Regions from separate parts of the Mus musculus genome. Here region 1 is linked to region 2. A link is a contact called in public promoter capture Hi-C data. All regions are on one chromosome and are shown on one strand. The core of a region is the stretch at or near the end of the contact, and the rest is flanking DNA. Distances in the headings are between cores, read along the strand shown.

Region 1 (5,225 bases), core at 353-2,852, 82 kb before region 2:
AGGGAACCTTTCCCTAGTGGCCTGCAGCACCCTCTTCCAGCAAAGAAGGAAACAACAAAACTTGAAAACAAACCAACAATAACAACAACAACAACAGAAACTCCACGCAAACCGGTGGGCAAACCATAGCCTCCTCCGGGGGTGGAGGCTCACTTTTTACTGCAGAATTCGGTGCTGTTCAGGAACTTCCTGATGACTAGTCCCAGGCAAACCACCAGCAGCAGCATGTAGCCCACTGTGCCCGAGAAGGTGGGCGCGGCAGGGGGTGCCTGGAGGAACTGGCGCAGGCCCTCTTCCACGTAGTACACCTGGTCATAGATGCTGAGGAAAGTGAAGATGTGGAAGAGCTGATGGCTGTGGCCAATGATGTCGAAGAGACCCGGCTGGATGCGCTCAGGGATCTTGCTCACGTTGAAGAAGGCGGCCACCACCAGCCAGAAGTAGCGGCGGTAGAAGTGCACGAAGAGTGTGGGGTTCTCGCCTCGCAGGTCGAAGAGCCAGCTCTCTAGCATAATGGGGCAGGCCATGCTGAGCGGCATGACGAAGACGAAGGTGCGCAGGGCGAACGGGTAGGAGCACCAGTCGGTGCGGCTCTTACAGCAAGCCACGGTGCAGGCCACAGCCAGCACGAAGGCCACGGGCAGCACGAGCGCGCGGTAGACCGCGATGAGGCGGGTGCAGTCCACGTGCCAGCCCAGGCGCTGCTGCACATACGGCGTCATGACCCTGGCGTCCAGCAGGCTCAGGCTGGGCAGCAGGTAGTAGTAGTAGGCCACGGTGCTGCCGAAGCCATAGTAGCTGATGGAAGCGTAGTCCAGGTAGAAGAAGGCGGCGCGCAGGCGCAGCGACAGGCAGCTGAACACGTGCGCCGTGCAGCTCATGGCGAAGGTCAGCAGCACCCCCGACGCATAGCACCACAGCGGCAGCAGCCAGGGGTGGTGGAAGGGCACATCGCTGCCGCCCAGGAAGAAGAGGCGGCAGAACTTACTGAGGAACAGCAGCAGCGGGATGAAGTGCGTCCAGAAGTTGAGCGTCTCATTGGTGGGCTTCAGCACCGAGGCCAGGCACTCTTGCGCGGTGCACGGCAGCCGCCGGTAGCCGGACAGGATGAAGCACTCCACGAAGTCATCGGGCACCTCGTCCCAGCGCAGCAGCGGCTTGGTCGTGGCCGCCGGCGGGCTCCGGGGGGCGGAGGCGGAGGCGGGATGCGAGCGCCGGGAGGTCGAGGCCGGCGGTCCCTTCACGCCGGCGCCCCGCTGCTGCAGGCGCCGCGGCATGGTGCCCCGGGCTTAGCTAGGGCGCGCGCGAGGCCACCGCGGGCGCCGGGCGCCGTCGGAGCCTTTGTGCGCGCGCGCGCGCGCGGGACCGCGGCCGCAGGTTGGCTACGCGGCCTCGGCTTGGAAGCGGGCTGCTCCGGGGGCTCGGCGCACCGGGCGGGAGGCTGCTGCTGCGCGCGCGGCTTGCCGGCGGCGTCCTCGCCACGCTCGGGTCTCTCAGCCCGCGGCCGGCCGCGCTGCGGTGGCGGCGGTGGCGCGGCTGACTGCGGCGGTGGTGGCGGTGGTGGCGGCGGCGGCGGCGCGGCGGTGACTGGGCATCGTGCGCGCGGGGCGGGCGGCGGGAGGCGGGATGTGCGCGAGGCGCTGGCGGGGGAGGGCGGCGCCGCGCAGGGCGGGGGCCCCCGGGGTTAGGGTGTCTGCGCCGCGGCGGGGGGATGGAGGTGTCCCCTGTCTTGCGTCTCCTACCATCCCCCCCTTCTCGGGCTGCGACCGCTCGGGCCGCCGCGTTAATGATTGATGCGGGGCCGGAGGCTGGCCAGAGACGCGGCCGCCGGCGCCCAGGGCGAGAGGGTGGGCAAGGGTGGGCGAGGGGGTTCGAAGTGCGACAGCCACGCCGGCGTTCTAGAGGACACTGGGGACCCGAGTTCGTGGGGGGCGGGGAGCCGGGCTGGGCGGAGGGATGCTCTAACTGTAACCTGCGGAGGTGTCAGGGAGGGCACTGCGGTACCCGCTTAGAGACGGTGTCCGAATCCGAGCTTGGCGGTTGTCAGACAGCTGGTGCTGCCTGCCTCTCTGTTCTGCTGTCTGTCATCCGTGTGTGAGTGTGTGTGTGCCCCCCTCTGTGTGTGTGTGTGAGTGTTGCCCTCCTACTCAATCCACGTCAAGTCCTAGTTTATTTCCTTACTCTAGCGGACCTATTCAGGTGCGTCACTATCCTCCTCCTCTCTCTCTTTGTGGTGTCTAAAGGGACCTAAAGGGACAATTCCCAAGCTGGTCTTCAGCTCAACTCACCAACTCGGAAGCCCCAGCTTACTCCTCTGTGGCTTCTTTAACTAGGAATCCGATGAAGAGCTCAGGAGCGCTCGACAACGGATTTTCAGGAACAGTTTCAGATGATGGTTTGGGGATTCAGAACGCCTCTAAGGAGCCGGGGAATGTATTAAAAAGGGTTTCCCAAGCAGAGCTGTGCAGGAGCCTCGGGAGGAAGCAGATGAGGGAAGACTATAGGCGTCTTCTAGAACAAACCAGAAAAGAGAGTTGAGAGGGTTCCTAGAGGCTTAGCATCGATGGTTTAGAGAAACCTATGCATAATTAACCTTAGAAGTACCTGGCAGGTCTAGTATGAGTTTCTTCAGGCAAGGGGCCCGAAGAAAAGGAGACTTGAAGAGTTCAGAGGTTTGTGATGAGCAGCGGTGTGAAAAATATCATAACCTAGACTTCCAAGATGGGGGTCTCCCAGTGACGTCTCAAATGTTCACCGTGTTCCATCTTTCAGTGATACTCCGGGTGTGGCTTCATCTGACCGGAGTCTTCACCTTGGTATAACAAAGATATACATACAGTTTTGAGGTGTTAGGCACTTGATGTCTTACAGCTTTAAAATATCTTAGATACTCTTTCCCCCATTTTGCAGATAAGGAAAATGGAGGCACCATGGCCATGTTGAGTACACCCAGGTGGTGAATGTGAACACAGGCAGTCTGCTGTTAGACTTCATATATGAAACTAGAACACCCACTAACCTTCACTAGGAGGAATCGGACTGCTAGGAAGGACCATCCCACTTAGGAAAAGGCTTTCGATTGAATTTTAAATTTTTATTTTATGTTCATTTTAAAATCAAAAGGGCCACCTTCATCACTAAACAGAATCTTGTAAGGAGGTTAAAGAAGATTATTAGTATGGATAAGTTGTTTATAACTAGACTGTCATTTTGTATTGTAAATGTTTAGGATTAATCAAGTCTTTTTGGAAGTTTCAGCCTTTTCTCTGAAATAGTTTCCACTCGTTGATTTTGCAAACTCTTGCACAATCAGGCCAAAGGTGCACGGTAATGTTATATCTTTCTGACCTATCACATATTTTTTGGCTAGTGGGTTTGCAATGAATTCGGGTTTTGGTTGAAGTTTTTTAACTGATCATTTATTTATCTCTCTTTCCCTTTTAGTTTTCCTCAGCTTTAAAATTGAACTCTAGCTTCCTTTACCACGTGGAGAGGGACCCGAGGTAACGTGTAAAACCGATTAGGAGTCAAGCATTCAATTCAAGTGGGGGGATGCTAAATCTCGGAACCACAGGAAAGTCAGAGGAACAAAATAATTCATGTTCCCTTTGTTTCCCCACAAACACCCTAAGCTGCGGACTGGAACCGGTGTTCCTCATACCATAATTCCCACATTTGCAACCCCTTGGTTTCATAAGCAGCTCACTTACATAATTGGGAGAAGTTTCACAGATTTTCTTTCACATGCAGAACTAGGTTTGTTTGAGACAAGCTCTCACTAGGTAGCTCCCTCTGGCTTTGAATTTGCTATGTAGACCAGGCTGGCCTTGAAGTCCTAGAGATTGACTTGCCTCTGCCTCTGAATGCTGGGATTAAAGAAGAGCATTGCTGTACACAGTCAGATTCTTACAAAAGCAAATGCCCGCAGAGCAGAAGGTAGACTGACTGGGAGACGGGAGCAGTGAAGGAGGAAGGAGAGGCGCTACCAAGGGGAGGAGATGGGTGAGCACGAGCCAAGCACAGTGCCACAGAATTATGAAACTGTCACAATGGGACATTATTTGGTTAAAAAAAAATTACCCTTCAAAACAATGAGATTGACCGTAAATGACTGTTCAACATTTCTAGGTAGGTAAATAGTATATAACTTTTTGACGAAGACATAGAATTGGCTAAGCATGGTAATGCGTACCTTTAATGCCAGCACGTATTAAAGAGAGGTGGGGGCAGATTGATCTCTGTGAGTCTGAGGCTAGCCCCATCTACAGAGCAACAGCCAGAGTTGTTACACAGAGAAACTCTGTCTTGAAAAAAAATACAGAGGGGTGAGGGGAGTCTAATAAAATATAATTTTTTACAATGTCAATATTTTATAGTCAAAAAATGTTTAATGACTTTTCTTTCAGAAAGTGTACTCCTTTCTCTCATATTCCTAACCCCACACAAGGCGCAAAACCAACTGATATAATGGACAAGGTGACCACCTTTAAAACTCACAAAACATGAAGAAACAGGTTGTACAGCAAAAGGAACATGGCTTTCCTGAAAGTTCTCTGGTCTAGGTCCAGACAGCTGCCTTTGCTATATCCCGATAGAGCTGCCTAGAGAGGACTGCATGAAATAGCAAAACCTATATTTTGATTGTCAAGCAGAGCAACAACGCCACGTTTCCTAAACTACTAACAATCAATAGACATCCTCTAATTCTTAATCTAGAAATGTGAGACCATTTCCCCAAGTCCTGCATGAGCTGGGTTGTGTGTTTGGCCTCTGGCAATCTGCTTCTTTTCAGAGGCAAGCTCTCAGTGCTGGGCTGGGCAATGCAGATAGAAGCTATAGGCCAGCGGCAGTTCCAGGGGGGTGTACTGTGTGAGAGGCATCTTGAAGGAACCAGGCTCTTTGCAATGTTCTTGGTGGCCAAAAACCACCAGGAATGACACTGGCAAGACAACGCTGGCATTCAGAGATAGAAACCAGTAAGGTCTCCAAGATAGGAAAAGGGCGTTAGCAGGTACAAATACAGAAACTGTATGCTGGGCTATTCTGGGTCTTGAGAATGGAACTATCTATAACAGCTGTAGCAAGCCAGATGGATTCTCCCAATATGATTTTCTTTGGTCACGTGTCTTTCTATTGGGAATATATGAAGCAAGCAAACAAAAAACTTCTTCAGCAAATTCAACCCGCAGAAAAACAAGCCCTCTTATGATATACCTATTTTCAGG
Region 2 (5,457 bases), core at 1,226-3,725:
TATCTATAACACTTCTTATTGATATAAATATATTTTATATCTAGAGAAGCAAACTAGCACCACTTTCCTGGCTTGCTGGCCCATACTGCCATTGTCTGGCTTGAGTTACAGTAGTAATCTAACTGGTTTTCCCTCTTCTACACCCTGGTTTGTTCTCTATACAGCATCCAGGTGATCTTTGAAAAAATAAGTCATGATGTAGGTATAGGTGGAGTTCAGTTGGTAGAGTACTGTCTAGTGTGTAAAAGCTCTTGGGTTTGATCCTCTGCACTGCACAAAATCAGGTGTGGTGGGAAGGTGAGTTCAAGGTTATCCTTGGCTACATAGCAAAGTCCTGGGATAGCTCAGGCTGCATATATGTGTCTGTCTGTGTGTGTATGTGAATGGTTTTAGGAGAGCCCTACTTTTATTGTTAATACTTTTTTTGCCTTATGTACATCATTTACCTTTAAAATTTTTTTTTAATATGACACAAAGGGCCAGATTGCTAAATTCATCCTAAATATAAAGTTGCCTGCTAAAGAAGGACACTGATATTTTGAATTTCTTAATTTGCGTTATAAGAACAGGAAAGGTTTTCATTGGCCAGTGGGTTGAAGAGACTGTGATTTTTTTTTTAAAATAAATTGTGTCTTAATGTATTGTTTGAATTTCAGTTTTGAAACAAAGCTATGCCAGATATTTTCAGACCTCAATGCTACTTATCGTACAATTCAAGGCCATTTACAATCTGAAAACTTTAAGGTAGGTATCTTTTGTTGTTTCTGCCCTGACCTCTGAAGTGGAGGAGGGCATTAGAGGGCTGTAAAAGAGTAGTGATTCTTTAGGTTTTTAAATTCTGTATTGTCAGGTAGCTTTTAGTTTTATGTTATTTAAATATTTTTATTTAAAATTTCTTTAATGAATAATTAATTTTAGTTATATATATATGTATCTCTTTGTGGGTGTATGCATGTGGAGTGCAGGTGCTTCCCTAGGCCAGAGGCATAGGATTCCCCTGGAGTTGGAGTTACAGGAAATTTTATGAGCCAACTGATACAGGTGCTGAGAGCTGAACTCAGGTCCTCATGCCTTACTTAAATATTTTAATACTGGGTTTTTTTTTCCCCCTCTTCACATCCTGAAGACTATTTATTTGTTTTATAATAGTATATTAAATTTGTCTGGATTAGGAACATATATTTTAGTTATTTATGGTTGTTTAGAAAGTATCTTCAGGGCATTGGTGGCTCTAGTATGGCAGGTGGTTGTGATGTGTGGCCTCACATGCTGTGGCATAAGGCCTGGGGGTGCCATTTAACCCTGGGCCTGCTGAGGGACCTACCATGCTTGAGCTTGTGTGCGGATCTGAAACTGAGCGTGGAGGACAGCAGTCAGCCACGTCTCCCAGGAGGGCCTGGTGCTTTGGGAAGACTGAGTAACGGAGTGGCTGTCTACCACAAGATGCCACCAGAGGAGGAAGGCCCTATGGACCCCAGTGTGAGTGTGTCATTATGAAGACAGTGCCACTGACGACACAGTCCTGTCCAGCTGTGTTGAGGTGCAGTGGGTGTTTGCAGATGGGAACCCATGACCTGCTCAACAGTGCTGGAGCACAGAGGTGCCTGAAGAATGGCCTTGATAAGGACTCGAAAATTTGATCTTCAGAGTTTTCTGGGGTTGTGTGGTGGAAGATTCAAAATTTTAGGAGGGTGAGGAGTGCTGGTCACTGCTCTTGTTTAGATTGTAAATACACATTCAAGACAGGTTATTAATAATTTTAATGTGCTGTTTTCAGGGGAAAAAAAGCCTGTTCAGTTTTTATTTTTCATTTTAGTAACCTCTTAAATGAAAGACTATGCGACTGGGCGTGGTAGTGCACACCTTTAATCTCAACACTGGGGAGGCAGAGGCAGATGGATCTCTCTGAGTTCAGGCCCCCCTGGTCTACAAAGCGAAAGAGTCCAGGAAACCCAGAGCTGTTACACAGAGAAACCCTGTCTCAAAAAACCAAAAAAAAGAAAAGAAAAAAAAAAAACAAAAACAAAAAAAAGAAAGGAAAGACAGAGAACCTTAGGTTATAAACCAGTGTTAGGACAGAGCCAGTTAAAGCCCAAGGTAGCAATTGAATAAATGAATATACTACTGTGGGGAAGATTCAGGACCGGGAAGTGCTTCATTGGATCATAATGGATTGAGAGTAAAGCTTGATTGCTTTGGTTTCTAGTGGTCAGAAGGTACTGTGAGATTGTTTTTCAAGATATGACTCATATATACATGAGAGTTGACCTTAATTAAAAATAATCCAAGTTTTTTTTCCCCCCAGCATTTATGTTTACTTGGAAGATAGCATTGAATTGATTTAAAAAATCAGGAATGGTATATGTAGTTAATTTTTTTAATTTGAAAAAATGATCTAGCAACTTAAAGGGAAATTCGCAATAACAATGGTATTCCCATGAACTCAAGTTTGGACTTGACATTTACTGTCTGTTTTCTATTAACTTAGCAACGGGTAATGACCTGCTTCAGAGCATGGGAAGATTGGGCAATTTATCCAGAACCATTTTTGATCAAACTTCAGAATATTTTCTTAGGACTTGTAAATATCATTGAAGAAAAGGAAACAGAGGTAGGTATTCTGTACTTAAATATTTTTCTGGGGGAGGGGGAATATTACATATATTTCTTTATGAAAAATACCTGTTTACCATTAAATAATACAAGAGTCAGTGTTACATAAGACAGGGATTTTCAATGTGTTCTTATGGGATAGTGGCTGTTTTTGTTTTGTTTTTAGTAACTTGAAAAGATTTATGATATATTAGAAAACAAATAATACACAGAAACCCCTCAACTAACAAGGGGGCCTTGATAAACTTACTGCAAGTAAGTCTCATCAAGTTAAAGGTACAGTGACTGCTTGTACCAACATGACTGAACCTGAGAGCTCAGCCTGGCTTACTTTCTTCTGACTTCTAACCTGTATCAGTATCTTTCAGTTTCCTAGTAGAGGGCTTTTTTTCATCTTTCTCATGTTACTATGTTGCAGCCTGTCTATCCTTTGGGGCTTCTGTAGTAGAGGAGTCTTACCGAGTCTTGCTTTTGTGGGCTCTTGACTCCCATATCATTTGGTGAGGTTGAGGTAAATTGCTTTTGGAAGGCAGGGAGCTGTGCTCTGTGCATCACACATCTGATTCTGCTCTTCTCCAGTGTCATTTCACTTCCTTCCAGGATGTTCTGGCTCTCCTCTCCCTCAGCAGTTGGTGAAGGGACAGCTACTCTTCTACCCTCTTCTCAGACTCTTTGTTTCAGTTTCTTCAGTGCAGTGTTTCTCTTCCACTGCTCTTTGTACCTGCTCTTCTCTTTCTGGATTTTCTGTGTTACCAGACCTCAGCCTAAGTGTAACTTCAGGATAACCTTTTGACTTCTTTAAGGGAAATTTAATTATTAAATAGTATAATAAGATGGTGATGTACACTTTCAATCTATTGTTCTAACTTATTTTCTTTTTAAACAAACCTTTACTAAGCTCTTTGGCAGACGAACCAAGCCTGATACTTTTCACCATGACTCATATGCTACTTGATCTCAAGGATAAGCCTTTAATATATATTATGCAAATAAGTGTACAGATAGTTACTGTCTCTGCAGTCTGGATAATAAAACATATTTACATTGTGTCTGGAGATAAGGCTATCTAGTCATGTTGCTCTGCACTGGATTTTAAGTTAATCTAACAGTGAGAGAGTGGTGCATGTTTTGCAGGATGTGCCGGATGATCTTGACGGTGCTCCCATCGAGGAGGAGCTTGACGGGGCGCCTCTGGAGGATGTGGATGGGATTCCCATCGATGCCACTCCCATCGATGACCTGGATGGGGTCCCTATAAAGAGTCTTGATGATGATCTGGATGGAGTGCCTTGTAAGTTTGGACTTTAAACATTCAGACTAACAGGTTTAGTTGCCAAAATCCCTTAAGTTTTTCACGTGATGGTATGGAGAAATGTTTTAATTTTTGACTGTCAAGTCACTCACCTTTTCTGACATTTTAAAATTTAGGTATCTAGCAATATGTTTGACTGTGGCAAAGGAAAGAGCTTTATTATGGTATCTTTTTTGGGGGACTATCATCCTATAATATTAGCAGGTTTTCCTTTTTGTCTCAATTGTCTGAAAGTTACAGGCAGTATCTTGTGTTTTACAGTCACATGCCCAGTGTCACTTCCTTTGTTTTTTTTATTTTCCTACCCACACCTCCATATGCTTCTCTTGTACCCAAATTTTCTATGCAGTAGTTCTTCACACCCATTTTGCCTTGCTCTTGATAGATAAAAGTTACCCACTGCCAATTCTGGTCTGCAAATATCAAATGGAGAGTTCAAAAAATTTCATAAACTGTAGGAATCATAATTCATTCTAACAGTTCTTTCGTGTTTTATTATTTTTTTAGTGTTCCTAATTTATAAAAATAATCTGTGGATCAGAAAACATAGTAAATGTATAATTTAGTGCTGGTTATAGGCTTAGGCATTTATTAGAGGTCTTGGGATGTGGGTAAAAGGGCTCTACTTCAAGATTTGGTCTCAAGCAAAACAGTGAGTTAATCATAGTCCTTGTTGTTGATACTGTCAATGGTTTCCTACATGTGGACTTAGTTTTATTTGCTGTTTGATAAGGCCATAAGTTTGAGTCATCTCCTAATATATTTAATAGTCATCTTTTCTTCAATAGTGGATGCAACTGAAGACTCAAAGAAGAATGAACCCATATTTAAAGTTGCCCCATCAAAATGGGAGGCTGTAGATGAATCTGAATTGGAAGCACAAGGTGAGTAAATTGTAGACACTGAGGTTTTAAACACTTGGGTACTGGGATAGTGGTATCTTTGAGTAGTATAGTACTTGCCTAGCATGTGCAAGGCTCTGGGTTGGATCCTTAGCACTTGAAAGGGAAAGGTAGAAAATTGATTTGTTAATATTATTGCTACCTTTGTATTTGTGTGTGTATGTTTACCTTGTGTGTAAAAACTTTATTGTCAGCTTTCAGTTTCAGTGTTACCATATTTTATTCTATCATAAGTATTCATTTATTGTTGGTACTCTTGTAATAACGGAAGCTTTGAGAGTAATCAAATAAATCACACATACACACTCACATTCTTCCTCCCTCCCCTCCCCTCCCCTCCCCTCCCCTCCCCTCCCCAGGCTAAGGTGTTTGAATACAAAGTGTAGATGTAGTCAGTATGCATGCGGAAACCCTCTTAGTGACCACTTTCAGAGACACTGAGCTTTGACTCTCCTGTAATTCTTGTTAGATTGAGTTTGCACTTGGGGCCCGTATCTGTTACATCGTTTCTGAATTTGAATCTAGTATAAGGTGTGAGAAGAGAAGATGCAGAGCACATTGTATTGGCTGCTAGAAGAGGAGATAAGCTGAAATAGAAGCTCCTGCAATGCAAGCTTTCAGCTCTAAAGT

The links. Promoter capture Hi-C pulls out the DNA fragments that hold promoters and counts their contacts.
Region 1: a contact with region 2 is called in a promoter capture Hi-C map of liver, with 2.2 times the contacts expected there. The contact joins the promoter of Paqr9 here to the enhancer-like site in region 2. A contact is called at or near these places in 5 of 39 promoter capture datasets (embryonic stem cells, liver, macrophages and 1 more) and 2 of 484 Hi-C or Micro-C datasets (both in liver).

What each region holds. Positions count from the first base shown.
Region 1 is chr9:95,556,011-95,561,235 of GRCm38.p6, reverse strand. Paqr9 (progestin and adipoQ receptor family member IX) reads right to left here and starts at 1,602. Exons shown (of 1, transcript NM_198414.3): 1 at 1-1,602. The coding sequence starts at 1,277. The coding sequence ends at 150.
Region 2 is chr9:95,474,554-95,480,010 of GRCm38.p6, reverse strand. It overlaps U2surp (U2 snRNP-associated SURP domain containing), which reads left to right. Exons shown (of 28, transcript NM_001357974.1): 19 at 657-744; 20 at 2,489-2,611; 21 at 3,748-3,904; 22 at 4,714-4,809. Among named protein-coding and RNA genes, the nearest start is that of Gm32133, 32 kb to the right of the region's middle. Within about 2 kb of position 2,475, at least 9 of the 459 cell types and tissues checked have an H3K27ac peak or open chromatin away from gene starts, as enhancers often do. A contact at or near this core is called in liver, where this site is marked.